5 separate regions of the Mus musculus genome follow, and regions 1, 2, 3 and 4 are each linked to region 5. The links are chromatin contacts, called in public Hi-C, HiChIP or PLAC-seq and promoter capture Hi-C maps. All regions are on one chromosome and are shown on one strand. The core of a region is the stretch at or near the end of the contact, and the rest is flanking DNA. Distances in the headings are between cores, read along the strand shown.

Region 1 (2,700 bases), core at 133-2,632, 930 kb after region 5:
TCAGACCTCAAAATTAACTGGAAAGGAGTATTATTAGTCTAGTTATGCAAATGAAAATAAAACCAGGCAAGCCAGAGAACTGCTGATCTTCCTAACATTAAACAGCTAATTTTGACCAAGAACTTGAAACCAGAGTGGAAGACACCACTCGTGTTCAAGGATTTTCTTCTGCCACCTGACTTCTATAGTCCTTTTATTTCTTTCCATTTTGTTCAAATTCACTTCAACTAGGGTAACTTACTCTAAAGGACTATTTATAGACTCGAGACTAAGACAAAGCCAGAGAGCATGAGCCTCCCTGCATGGCCATGTAATTACTGCAACACATTCATCTATTGCTCCACCTCATTATTTATTTATTTATTGCTAATAAGCATAAGTATGTGCTTTTAATTATGCATGACAGACGTTTTGGGGGATACTCTATCCATTATTAAATTCTGTTGCTGTTTATATTAAAATATCACTTTTCTCGTAAGGTCATCACAATTAATATGTCAGGCTTACAGTGGATCTGTGGGGCTCATTTTTATAGTAGAGTTCCTCTGTACCAGGTTCCTCTCCAAGTGTTCAGGTATGTCAGAAAAACCACTCGAATCCAAACTCTAAAAATAAATACCAAAATGCACATATTATAAAGGTTGCACATATTTCACTAACATGAGCTCAGTTGCAGGGTAGACTTTTTGAACAAGCGCTAGTGATTTTGAGAAAGTCCTATGTACGTCTTCAACACTTACTATAATTGTTTCATGACCTAAGAACAGAAAGCCACATCCTGAAGTGAAGTCCTAATTGCACTATCACTACTATTTCTCTACTATCTTCTTCATGAGATTGGTGTGTAGTAAACCCCTGGACAGGAAAAATGAAACGTAACTTTCTACGTGCATAATTTAAGCTGCTCCGCGCAGGACTTTGAATCAGAGGCCACCCCATACTCTTAACACTAACATGGGTTTTATGGGGCAGCCCACATTTAAAGACAGAATAAATAACCAACACATGGTCTAAGTGGAACACCTCGCATCCCCAGCTCGGCGAAGGCGGCGCTGCCACTACAGGAGACCTCCCACCCGCGGGACTCCGAGGCGGACTCCGAGGCGGAACGCAGAGCCCGCATCCCTCCATGCCCACCCGGCCCGTCTTCCCTAACGGCCCCACGCACTCGGGGCTTCCGTTCGCCCCGGACCCGCACGCTACAAGACCGTAGCAAAGCCTAAGTTACCCAACATGGACTTGTCAGAGTCGACCAGGGAGGCCACAAGCCATCTCTACCTCAGGAAAAGGGGGCGGGAGTCTCCAGAACCACAAGAAAACCGCTCCCAGAAACCTGAATTAGGCGCGGGAGAGCGGCATCCGTACTTCTCGCGAGATCCATTGATGACGTGACATCACAGAATGTCTAGATTCTCATTGGCTACAGAATGGCTCCGTCACCTCACAGGAGCCAATCCTGAGCAGCGAAGGGGCGAACCCGGAAAGGAAGTTCTCGGTGAGGTTCTCTCTGTGAAAGGTGAGGCGCGTGTCCGGAGCGGTGGGGCGGGCGGCTGTGGGCGGCCGGCCACCTCGCAGGTAGCATCGTGGCAGAGTCTTCGCTTTGCGATTCGGAAGGCCTCGCCTGCTAGACCAAAGACCTTTCTTCCCTGCTTCCCCTGACGATCGCCCCAGAAGCCTCGGTTTTGTGTTTTCAGAGAACCTTGAAGAAAGTGCAGTAGAAATGATTTGGAGCCTTGAGTTAGAGCAGACCCCCTCAGGACCTCAGAAGGGCCCGTGTACCGCAGCGACAGTGATCTGTCAGTACCCGAGCGCAGGCCTCTGAAATGGGGGGCTCCACCCAATGAGATGAGAACTGGAACAGTTGCTATCTCTCTCAAAATGGAGGGTTCCCTTTAAATTAGGAAATGCATCCTATTCCTCCATAATAGTATGCATCGAGCTTTATACCCAGAGTCGAGATACATTTGGGTTTGATTTTTTAATTAAGCATACCAAGACAATAAGTTAAGAATTAATATGAAGGAGTTTTCAGGTGTGGGAAGGGGGGCTGCGATCTGTGCCATATTTTGGTTAGTGACATCTGTTAAGCGCTTAATGAATTGGTGTATAGTAGCTTTTTAAAAAATGAGTTTGAAGTGAAAGGAAATATTGAAAATGTTAAGAAAATAGTTCTGATAGTTCTTTTAAAAAAGAAAAAAGAAAAACACAATGCTGCCAAAACCTTAACAAATCCCTTAATGGAGTTTATAGGCCCTAAGAAGTCATTGGTCATGATTCTGATACTCTTGTCACTAGTGATGAAGCTTAATTGGACAATGGAATATTAAACTTGAAATTAAGTAGAACAAATCTATGAGGAGTGTGTATAACTAAGTTCCTCTTAGAGGCCATTCAGAGCAAGATTAAATGATAGGTCTTAAGTTTAATGATACAAATAGTTCTTAATGCAGGTTACATACAAATGGCATAATAATCTGTGTTAAAGATGGCCTATCCTTAAAAGCTTAATAGCAAAACAATATAAGACATAGCACCTGAAATAATAAACATTAGATTCTAATTGGGTCAACAGAAAGAAGTGGTAACACTAACAATAGCAACAAAAAACTGCCAAATTCAACAAATATGGTTAAAAGATTGATGGTTTTCAAAGTAACTTCTCATTTTCTTTAAGGCTTATGTGCTAGGTAACTCTTGAAG
Region 2 (2,700 bases), core at 160-2,659, 600 kb before region 5:
TATAGATGCTAGATTGTTAGATGTAGGTAATACGAGAGCCTGAGACTCATTCAAAAACAAAACCTTAGAGTAACACAAATGTACACACCATTCCCAGCCACAGCGCAAGCCTCCCATGTACCGATTCAGCCCTTCAGCGTCTGTGCCCTGGGGAGGGCAGTAAGTCTGGGATTCCTGCAGGTGACTCAGTGTCAAGAGATGTGGAAGTACTGAGGTGAGCACAACACTTCTCTTTGTACTCGATGTACAATGTTGTGTCAATGTACCAACCTTCCTAGATTTGAGATGAATGAATCAAGTATTGGAGAGAGGCCAAGACACCCTTCAGGGGGAAAAGCATCCCCATGAAAACCCCATGAACCTCAGATGAGGAAAACAAAGATTGAGGAATTTGAATAACCTGCAAAAGGCTTTCTAGTTCCTTAGCACAGAAGCTAATTTGAATAGCATCTTCCCACCTCCTTGTGCTTAGAAGCACATTCATGCCAAATTGAAGAGCTGGAACTCTTCCACTGGAAGACCTGTGTTTCTCTCTTCTCTGGGCTCAGATTTGTCAAGTGCTCAGTGTAGTGCACCTGACCCCTGCTTTCTGCAATTAGGGATGAAGGTCATTCATACTCTTTAATCAAAACTGAGAGCTTAGATGACTCTCCACTAACAAGTAGGCATTTTACCTCTGCAGTTAGCTATTTTACTCTCATGGCTCTGACCACTTCCTTCACGTGGTGCTACCTTGGCCACTGGCCCCTTTCTCCTGAAACTGGAATTCTGGATCTCCTGGCTTCCTTTCCCAGGCCTGGTCTTGGTTTACTGTAGTTGCTTCCCTAGCTATGAGTGAGTAGCCCCAGCACTGAGCTGTTTCAGCTGTATGCATACCCACTGCTTGAGGTCTTAAACTAACAAGTGATTCCTTCCAATTGCATTGGCTGTCTAAACTGCACCTCCTTCAAAGGCAGCAAGCAGAGGTGGCTCTTGCTTCAGTCTACATTGGTGCTCAGCGGACTGCTTCCTGGTAGCTATGGTGGGAGGGGAGTAAAATGGAGAGGATTTAAGGGGGAGCTTTATGAGTTAACCAGAGAGCTACACTGATGGAGAGCCTGTGTCAGCACCTCTAGTTTCTAGAAGCCCTTGCAAACCACATATTATTACCACACCAAGTTAGGAATCATAAGAACTGCATGAGAAGCAAAAGGGAGAGGCCTCCTGTATTAGACTGAGACAAGGGGATGTTAAATTGCAACTCCTCCAGAGTCAAGAGATGTTCCCCAAAGCCAAGAAATCCCCCAAAGACTGCTTATTCCACACATGGTAATTTTAGAATCTTAAAATAGCCCTGCCTTCATAGCTGAGCCAAGATGAGAGAGGGACAAGTTATAGACTGTATTCCCTTGAGCTGTTATTAGCAGAAAGACTTGTACCACTGTAATCTTGTTTTTCAGTCTGTCCTATTTCAGGCACAGAACAGAAAATCCTGCCTAACATGGGCTTCCGAATTCAGGATCCTCCAAAGGTCCAGAAAAGAAGCTGACAAAAAAGAACCTTGGTGTTTACTGGTGACAATTTACCAGTTTCAAGGGAGAAAGTATAGAATGGATTTTGTGTAGATCTGTGCCAGTTAATTACGTTATTTTTTTTCTTTCCTCCTTGACTGAGCCCTCATCAGATGATTGCCTAAGCACATGCCTATTCATGAAAGGGATTCCGTCCTACCCCAAGAGTGCCCAGTACACCCTAGAGAAGAGTTCCACCTTATTTCCAGGTTCACTGGGAGGTCATTCTGGGAAGGGTGTCCTAGTCAGTATGACTTTGGTGACAGCTAGGGAATAGTCAGTAAGGGGTTGTAACCAGCCTTCCATAGCTAACCCTGTCTTTGATTCCTTTGTGATAGCATTATTCTTTGGATTACCAAACTGGCCCCTTTGGATATTTCTATGACCTTGAAAATTAGAATAATTAAGTTTCCTCTGGCACAGCAGAGACTCGATACGCATAATTAACAGCAACTAGAGTTCCCTGGAGATCAAATTTATGAAAGACATTAAAGGAGAAAAGAAGCAGGCCTTTCTAAGAGAGGAGGAGTGAACATTGTACTGTGGACTACGAGTGTAAGGGTGTTCTGTGTCCTGTGCACAACTGTCTCCCAGAATTTGCTGGCACATTGTCTATTTTATTTTCCTTTGTCACACCAATCACATGAAACAGGACAGTGACTAACAGACTCTGAATTAAGGACCAGAGATAAGAACTGAAAATTCCTTTACAGGAGAGAACAATTTAATTGCACAGTCTATTAATTATTAACTTTATTGTGGGCAAAACACCTTGTTTGTTTGTTTGTTTGCTTGCTTGCTTGCTTGTTGGTTTGTAGAGGGGTAGCCTCAAGGGTATTCTTCAGATGCTCATTACCTATATTTTGCCTATTTGCCTGGAACTACTCAGTTAGGATAGGCTAGTTGTCCAACAATCCTTATGGATCTCTGTTTCCAGTTCCTATGTGCTAAGATTACACGCATCCCAGGACTTCTGGACATCAAAGTCATAATCTCATAAGACATGTATTTTAGTTAATAAAATACATACTTAGCCTCCAAACAATTTTTAGACCAGAACAATTGTATATGAATGTTTTATGTTTCCAAGCTGTGACCTCATCTTATGTATTTTGGCCATACAATAGACACCAGAGCAGTGAATTTGATC
Region 3 (2,700 bases), core at 177-2,676, 520 kb before region 5:
AGCAGGTCAAACAGATAAATAAATGATTATTAAGAGCAAGGAATTTTATCCTTTCAGATAAAAATGTTTTATTTTATTTTTAGGCTTCTTAATTCATAGACAAGCAAATGTTTGCAGAACTTTCCTCGGGACCATAAGTGGGGGCAAATTTCAGAAGTGAGCTATTTTGACAGCAAACAAAATCCTATAAATCACCTATGCTAACAGCTGGTTTGCATCTCACAGTTTAAAGGGTGTTTCAGGTTGGAACCACTGAGTCTGTAAACTGACCCAATCAGCGTCAATGTTCCCATACTTTCAATTGTTGGAGAATGGAGTTGAGAAATGTGCATCACTGCACAGGGTATTAGAGGCAGTCTGAACACTTGTTAAATAAAACTCAAAGTTTGTCCTGGAGAATAAAGTTTCCAAAGGTGGTATCAGCATCAGCAATGTCTGCAGACAGGGGACACAGGACAGCCAGGGCAGAAGCTCAGCAATGTCCTTTTCCTGTACTCAAGCAGTTCATACAGTGACGGACAAAGGCCTGGCAAGGTTGCTTTCGGGGGAGGGCAGTAAGGAAGACGGGCCACCTGATTCTCAGGTTTGCTATAGACTGCTTCCTGTGCTGACACAAGGTCCTTCGGATGACATTGCTCCCCAATAATAATTTTTATGTATGAGAGTGTTTTCCTTGCTTGAATATCTGTTTACCATGGACATGCTGTGACCATGGAGGCTTGAAGAGGGCATCCAATCCCAGGGAACTGTAGATGCAGATGGTTGTGAGTTACCATGAGGATGTTAGAATTATAATCTGAGTCCTCTGGAAGAGCAGCCAGTTCTCTTAACTACTAAACCATCTTGTAAGCCTCCAGGAGTATTATTCTTATTGAGTAATTATTCACCTATTTAGTCATTCTTTGTTAAATATTAAGTATCATTGATTGCAAATTCGCTAGTTGTCATGTATTTGTATTAGGCATTGGTGACATAAGCCTTCAAGAATAAGACTGGGTATAGCCTACAAAAAGAGAGCTTCCCACATTTCAGGGGCTCCAAGCCAATACTGAATAAATGGATGGAGAAGCATGGGCTTCAGGTTTTCTGTATCACTCCCATCAAACCAGGGGTTCTACATTCTTCTTTGTAGCAGGTAGTCCTTACTAAAATTATGGAGGCTGAAATTCTCCTAGTTGCCTTTGCTTTTATTTCCATTTGACATTTGAAGTGGTCTTGTTTGTTTTGAAAGAAAGCTTCTCTATGTATCCCCAGATATACGGGAACTTGCTTTGTAGACCATGTTGGCCTCAAACTCAGACACAGAGAGATCCGCCTGCCTCTGGCTCCCAAGTGCTGGGACTAAAGACGTGCATCACCATGCCTAGCCCTTTGAAATATTTTCAAAATGTCATCTCTGGATTCCCCTGCCTCTGAGGAACTGAAAGCAGCTTTTTAGCATACAAGTCACCAGGATATGCAGAGAACTGTCGCTTTCATAGCTGTCCAGATAGGACGACTAAGAAGTCAGTAATCTCACTTTAAATTGGTTTATTCTCAGTTACCATAAGCTATGTGAGTCACATCAGCTTTGTGCCAGACTTTAACACTGACTGATGTGGCTAATGGCTTTGCCCTGCTTAGAACAACATCGGAGTACCATCCTCCTTGGACATTATCTCTCTCTGTGCTTGATTTAATGTGATATAAGGGCAATAATAGCAGGCAATTATTTGTGAGGTGCCTTTTTACTTTCACATATAGGAGAAGTACAGGAGTTGGCCCTTGTTTGTAGAAATTCGAGTAGTGATTGTAATATACACCCACTTCGCAGCACTAGAATGCTTATGTAGCCTGTGACAGATTTAGAAAAACCATTCTCTGTTTCCCAGCGTCATTACAGGAGCTCAGTGGTGAGAATCTCAGAATCAAGAGAAGCTTATCTAAGTGTCACAGCCCCTCTGCTTAGGCCTGTCATCTTTTACCAGAGGTCAACCATTATATTGGCACTTAAATAAGTGGTGGGTAACAGAATAAGTGGAGGCAGATGCCTGTCAGCCTATCCACAGGAAAACTTGAGCAAAGTGATTTATGCGTCTGTCTGTCATTAATAAACAAACTAGCCAGGATCTGCTCGTCTTTAGTGAATGGATTGTTTTATTCTGCTTAATTGGTTCGTTAAAGATGAAATACTTAATTTAACAATCAGATATGAAAACCAATTCTGTATCAGCTACTGCTCCAGGTGCTGGACATAGGAAAAAGAGCAACCCTTTAGTCCTCATCCCATGATCCATGGGGAAGGAGGGCTGTCTCTCAGAGCACTTTCCAATCACTGCTGCGGATTTGTGTGGTGCTCAATCTCATTTTTATTGATCTGTATGGAACAATGGTTCCTTTTTCTGCCTTTTTATTTCCTCTACATTCCAAGCTCCTTGTAAAGCCAGAAGCTGTAAACAAAGGCTTTTATACATGTGGGTCACTGCGATGGCTCACCAGGTAAAGTTACTGAACTTGACTTCAATCTCCTGGACCCAAGTAGCAGACGAAGATAACTAACTATCATATACTATCCTTGAACCTACACACACACACACACACACACACACACACACACACACAGACACACACACATTTGCACATACATAAAATAAAAATAAAATAAAATATGTGGGTTTTGTGTGCTAGAGGTCTAAGTTTGTAATGCCAGTAACTCTAGAG
Region 4 (2,702 bases), core at 13-2,512, 570 kb before region 5:
TTCACTTAACGTTATGTTGACTGGTATACCTGTATTCTGTGGTGACCACTTGAAATCAACTGTCTAGGGTTTTATACTCATAGCAGTATTTATCATTTATGTAACTCAGTTTCAAAGCCATTCTTATGATACATCTAAGTACATTTCAATAGCAAGCAAAAACACATCCAATTCAATTTGCTTCTGTCTTTCCTATCTTATCATGGAGGTCAAAATGTTTTCATGGACCATCACGTTGCCCATATACCACCTGCTTCACACATATAAGAAGGGCAAGCCCAAAGACTGTCACAATTGTCACCGCAGAAATTGAGGGTAGTAGACAGTTACTTACACTGTCAAATCACAGTAGGTAGGCTATGCAATTCCAGTGTGAAATGTCCCCAGGACATTTGTGCCCAGGTGGAACTATTCCTAGAGATTTTAGATCACTTGGAAGATGGAATCTAGCTTCAGAAAATGGGTTGTTGGTGGCTGGGCCTTTATTTTTATAGCCTGGCCTCACTCCTTTTCCTCTCTGCTTCTTGGTTTGGGAAGAGGTGAGTCAGTAGCCTCTTGTTGCTGTCACCATGGATGAGTTGGCACTTTCCCTGCCACACAGGACTTCTGCCCACACAAACTCTGTGCCAAAGTAAACCTCTCTACCCTCAACTTTCTTCACAGTGAGGTATAAAATAACTAAAATACGTATTTGCTGATCTGTGAGAATGAAAATGTTAGCCCTTGCTCTCATGAAAATTTCTCCAACATTGATGGAGAAACTCATGGCCACTAAACCATAGCACTATTGATCAGATAAGCCAGTTGAAAACAAAGCATAAAACTAAATTCCATCTTGAACGTAGTAGCACTTGCCAGCATCAAGTCTTCCTTGTAGCATGTTACTCTGCTTGTTTATTTCTTCTGTACCCATGACCAAAATGGGAGCTCCTGTCTTGCGCAGAAGGCCAGGGGCCAGAGTGGTAATACAAAGTGTAAATGGGATCCTCTCGCTCTGGTTAGCCTTTCTCCATGTGCTCTTGTTTAAACTCTGAACACCTGGTGGAAAGTTCATTAATGGACTTTATTAGTAAATCCAGAGGGACCATAATTGGTCTTCCATTTGTTATTTTTAATTGAGACTGTCTGACAGCTTTATAAAACACTTCCCACAGACAAGGATGGGGATTTCTATGGTAACATGAGGCCACTTGCTCTGGATAACAGATGACAATGAAGATGCCTCTATTTTTGGGGTTTAGGGTGTGAAGTGTATTTTTGTCCATTGCCTCATGCTGTGTGTAGGTGGCAAACATAGCATGCTAAAAATACAAGCTGTCAGACTCTTACTTAGGGATGGAATAAATAGGTCCAAAGTACTATATATGTACATATACAATCTAAACTCCCCAAATACAATGTGTCTGTCCTCTTTTCTAGATAAATCTGTTCTATTCCTCACAGAGACTTGTTTAAGTAGATGCATCTTTATTTTAAATGCTCTGTTGAGTTCTCCAGACCTGACACTCTCACCAAAATCACCTGCTCACCCACACCTACCTTGCTAGTCTGCTAATTTACTTTATTGTCTGTATTCAAGCTTGGAAGCAAGTTTATTGAAAGTGGAAGCGGTGGCTCACAGTGCTGTAGCTCTTACATTTATCACAGCTGTGACGTGATCCCAGAGCAGATGTTAAGTCGACATGAAGGTTGAGTTCATTCATGGTTCACTGAATTCTTCTGTGTCTACACTGGAACACACGGACAGTTAGAGAGCTCTGGTCTGTGCAGGTCATAACCATGTTTGACCTGAAGTCACTTACAACTCTGTCTGTTAAAGGGTAGCATGGTGTGCATCTGTGAGAGTATCTGGCTCATTAGAAATCAGTACTACTTTCCTGGATAATGTTTTTAGCACAGAAACCAGAAGACTTACATACTTTTGAGTAAGTTAGGATGCTACATACATTCATGGAGTGTTCTTGGAGAATACTACAGCACGGACGTTATTTAAACAAAGTAGCCATAAGTTAAACACTGATTTTATAAAGCCACGTGGATATTTCCAAACATAATAAAACAGATTTTGGCTCTTGAAAACTTGGGTTTTGTTTTCAAGTTATTTTGTTTCAAAATGTAGAAAATCTATAACTAATTGAAGAATGCCTTGACCTCTCTGAAGCTAAGCTTGCTCCTAAAACAAATGTTTCAACAAATCATGGCATAAATGTCCCTGGTCCTGACAAATTGGAGTCATTTCATATTATTTTGCTTATTTTTCTTATTAAAACTATGTCTTCTCCAGACCTCACACTCTGTGGTTACATGTCTACATAGTCGTCGACATCTCTTTCTTTCTTCTAGCGTCTCCAGCATTATCCTTCATTCCTGCCACCCTAGTGATTATTCTATTCTATTACTACTACTGCGTAATCCCAACTGCTCATCTCAAGAAGAAGAGTTGGAAAGTGAGGTTTGGGGGCTAGGCGTGAGGATGACTGACTGCATGTGAATTGTTTTTGTTGTTGTTGTTGTTGTTCTTCGAGACAGGGTTTCTCTGTGTATCTCTGGCTGTCCTGAAACTCACTTTGTAGGCCAGGCTGGCCTTGAATTCAGAAATCCGCCTGCTTCTGCCTCCCAAGTGCTGGGATTAAAGGCATGCGCCACCACCGCCCGGCGTGAATTGTTTTCTAGGAGAAATAAGCTACCCTAGCCTCATAGCT
Region 5 (2,700 bases), core at 115-2,614:
GGCAGGGCAGAGTCAGGACCTCAGTGTGTGGACCACACTGGCCTAGAACTCACTGTGTGGCATAGGCTGACAGCCCGCTTGCCTCAGCCCCATAACACTGGGTTTGCAAGTGTGTACTGCTACCACACCAGCTTTATACATGCTAATGATAACATACTATCCCGCTCCTGCCAATCTCCTCACAGCTCAACAACATGGGTTGAACTGAAGAGTCTCATAAACTTGAGTTTGTAGTAACAAGGCCCTGCCTTAGGCAAGAACAATTGCAAGACAAAAGAACTTGCCTCCCTGAATTCTAGTGTGGATCAAGTAGTCATTGGCTAGCATAGTATACAGCACCCTGCTTGACAGTCTGTTCTCAATGAAAGTTAGACTTAGAATTTCTACCTTTGTTGAAAACAACCATGAAGTGTTGGCACATTATTATAGGCATGCCAGTCTATAAATTACTTCAAAGTATGTTTTAATTTAATCTCTTTCTTTAAGAAATATTTCTTAACACAGTGTGCTGCTAGGAGGACATCTTTCTATCCTGATCCTGGCTTCTGTTTTCTTTCTGGCAGTAGTAAACAGAAGCAAGCCTTCCAAAACCATGGAAACAGAGCGCTCAGGGCCTGTCAGAGCCCAGGTACGTGCTATTTTTCAGGCAGCAATGTCCCGTTAGAACAGCTGCGCAGCGAGGAGTCAACGGAGGCTTCAGCTGGAGATGCCCAGAGTTGAGATCCAGGCTCAGAAAAGAAAACAATGATAACTTCCTTAAAGCATCCTGGAAAAAAACAGAGTGGCAGCAGTTCCCGCCTCCCTTTGACGTGGACAAACGGGGCGACTCCCCGCACTGACGCACAGTGCTACAAGCACAGGCCCGTGGACAGACAGATGGACAGAATGACAGGCATACAAAGACTGACAACTCAAAGGCAGACAGACCTCACACTCGGTGCAGCGACCTGCAAGGCCCCGCCAGGCCTGGGGACCACTGTTCTGTGCTGGTCCTAGAGGAACTCACGCCAGCCAGGGTCCTGGGACCCACCAGCCTCTGCCTGGAGTCTCTGCATACGCCGTCACCCCGCCATCCCGCCATCCCGCCACCCTAGTGCTCAGTGCGCGCGCAGAGACACCCCCACCCCCTACCCCCCCCACGGCCAGGCGCGCGAGACACCGGGAGCCCGGATGCCGCCGCAGCGGACGCGAAGGCCGACGCGCCCTCACTGCGAACGCGGGAGACGCCCACGCCCCGGGTTGGGTCAGGCCGGCAGACACCCACCGAGCTCCTCGCATCCCGCCGTCTCCGCCGGCGCCGGCGCTTCCATCCCTCGGGGGTCTCCAGGTCGCCGCCGCCCGCTCTGCCGGCCGCACCGCCGAGCATGCGCAGAGCCGCCCCGAGGGGCGGGGCCCGGGCTGGCCTTGACCGTAGCCCACGCGGGTCTGCGCCTCGGGGTGACAGGCGCGGCGCCTACAAGCTGAGGAGCGATCCTCTGAATCCCCGGGCTTCGCATGCCGGAAGAAAGGGCCTCGGACCACGCAGAAAGCAGGCAGACTGCAACTCCCGACGACCGACTGGCAGTGTTCCTCCACCCCAATTGACACTAACAAACGCAGCTAGATGTAGGCTCCTGCACTGGCATCTTAAAGACAGCTAACACTAGGGTTAAGGCAAAGAGGGAAGTGTCGACATCCACTATCAGGCACTACACTACATTGTCATATGGTTCTTTGGTCATATGAGAGACAGCGCAATGCAGTCTGTAAGTCACTGTGCCACTGTCCACACAAAGGGTAAGACCCTTCGGTAGCACCACCACCAACAACAACAACAACAGTAAGCCAATGAAGGCAGGGGAGGGATCTGCCACTGCAGCAGGGATTCTCAGTCTGCATACGAAGCTGGCTTGCGGAAACCGTTTCAGCCTGCCTATTAAGTATTGCCTACTTTCAACTTTAAAGTGGCTTCACTATCTGCTGACTTCCAGAAGGAGGGGCACCTTCTCCCTATCATCGGAACAACTCTATGGGTGGACCTAGGAAATGCAATGACAGTACCTGGAAGAGCCCTCACTGTTGCTAACAACATGACCTTTACTGCAATATCTTTGTTTACTCTTCGTGACTGACTCATCCAACTGAAAGCTAAGAAAGACAATGGTGCGTGAGTTTAACTTACTTTGAAAAGGCTCCACACTGTGCTAACAGAGGTTTTTTTTTTTTTTTTAAATAAATATATGGCATGGACTGCCTTAGTTAGGGTTTCTATTGCTATGATAAAGCACCATTGACCCAATGCAACTTGAGGTGGAAAGAGTTCACTTCAATTGGAAGTCCATCACTGTGAGGACAGGAACTCAGGTCAGGAACTGAAGAAGCCATGGAGGGATGCTGCTTACTGGTTTGCTCTGTGTGGCTTGCTCACACTGCTTTCTTATAGCACCCAGAAACGGCTCCTCATTGCCGGCACTGAGCTGGGCCCTTCATCAATGAAGACAATACTACCACAAGCTTGTCCTCAGGCCAATATGGAGGCATTTTCTCAATTGGGGTTCTCTCATTTCAGATATATCTAGAATTGTATCAACTTTGCAAAATACAACCTGCACATTTACAAAAGAAAACTAGAATGGCTCGGAAAGGTGAGGACGCAGCAGCCAAAAGCAGAGCAACGGACAAGGGAAACTGAGGTCTGGGATCCGTCCAGCAGCTCTGGAC

Evidence for each region. Promoter capture Hi-C pulls out the DNA fragments that hold promoters and counts their contacts. A called contact is a pair of places that touch in the nucleus more often than the background predicts. HiChIP or PLAC-seq counts read pairs in DNA pulled down with a chosen protein or histone mark.
Region 1: a contact with region 5 is called in a promoter capture Hi-C map of pre-B cells, with 6 times the contacts expected there. The contact joins the promoter of Mre11a here to the promoter of Slc36a4 in region 5. A contact is called at or near these places in 2 of 39 promoter capture datasets (liver and pre-B cells) and 2 of 9 other capture datasets (adipose tissue and liver).
Region 2: an H3K4me3 HiChIP or PLAC-seq map of bone marrow-derived macrophages shows a contact between it and region 5, with 7 times the contacts expected there. The contact joins the enhancer-like site here to the promoter of Slc36a4 in region 5. A contact is called at or near these places in 3 of 39 promoter capture datasets (embryonic stem cells, hippocampal neurons and pre-B cells), 2 of 484 Hi-C or Micro-C datasets (bone marrow-derived macrophages and macrophages), 3 of 115 datasets of contacts at active chromatin or transcription factors (astrocytes and bone marrow-derived macrophages) and 1 of 9 other capture datasets (macrophages).
Region 3: a contact with region 5 is called in an H3K4me3 HiChIP or PLAC-seq map of bone marrow-derived macrophages, with 5 times the contacts expected there. The contact joins the enhancer-like site here to the promoter of Slc36a4 in region 5. A contact is called at or near these places in 1 of 484 Hi-C or Micro-C datasets (bone marrow-derived macrophages), 3 of 115 datasets of contacts at active chromatin or transcription factors (bone marrow-derived macrophages, embryonic hindbrain and neural tube) and 2 of 9 other capture datasets (embryonic stem cells and macrophages).
Region 4: a contact with region 5 is called in a Hi-C map of cortical neurons. The contact joins the enhancer-like site here to the promoter of Slc36a4 in region 5. A contact is called at or near these places in 3 of 39 promoter capture datasets (embryonic stem cells, hippocampal neurons and pre-B cells), 1 of 484 Hi-C or Micro-C datasets (cortical neurons) and 3 of 115 datasets of contacts at active chromatin or transcription factors (astrocytes, bone marrow-derived macrophages and large pre-B cells).

What each region holds. Positions count from the first base shown.
Region 1 is chr9:14,783,336-14,786,035 of GRCm38.p6, reverse strand. It overlaps Mre11a (MRE11A homolog A, double strand break repair nuclease), which reads right to left and starts at 1,382. Exons shown (of 20, transcript NM_018736.3): 1 at 1,279-1,382; 2 at 508-605. The coding sequence starts at 527. Ankrd49 (ankyrin repeat domain 49) reads left to right here and starts at 1,463. Exons shown (of 3, transcript NM_019683.4): 1 at 1,463-1,516.
Region 2 is chr9:16,304,205-16,306,904 of GRCm38.p6, reverse strand. All of the region lies in intron 2 of Fat3 (FAT atypical cadherin 3), which reads left to right. Among named protein-coding and RNA genes, the nearest start is that of Fat3, 200 kb to the left of the region's middle. Within about 2 kb of position 1,409, at least 19 of the 459 cell types and tissues checked have an H3K27ac peak or open chromatin away from gene starts, as enhancers often do. A contact at or near this core is called in bone marrow-derived macrophages, where this site is marked.
Region 3 is chr9:16,227,842-16,230,541 of GRCm38.p6, reverse strand. All of the region lies in intron 3 of Fat3 (FAT atypical cadherin 3), which reads left to right. Among named protein-coding and RNA genes, the nearest start is that of Fat3, 270 kb to the left of the region's middle. Within about 2 kb of position 1,426, at least 8 of the 459 cell types and tissues checked have an H3K27ac peak or open chromatin away from gene starts, as enhancers often do. A contact at or near this core is called in bone marrow-derived macrophages, where this site is marked.
Region 4 is chr9:16,281,136-16,283,837 of GRCm38.p6, reverse strand. All of the region lies in intron 2 of Fat3 (FAT atypical cadherin 3), which reads left to right. Among named protein-coding and RNA genes, the nearest start is that of Fat3, 220 kb to the left of the region's middle. Within about 2 kb of position 1,262, at least 15 of the 459 cell types and tissues checked have an H3K27ac peak or open chromatin away from gene starts, as enhancers often do. A contact at or near this core is called in bone marrow-derived macrophages and cortical neurons, where this site is marked.
Region 5 is chr9:15,708,402-15,711,101 of GRCm38.p6, reverse strand. Slc36a4 (solute carrier family 36 (proton/amino acid symporter), member 4) reads right to left here and starts at 1,364. Exons shown (of 11, transcript NM_172289.5): 1 at 1,265-1,364. The coding sequence starts at 1,310.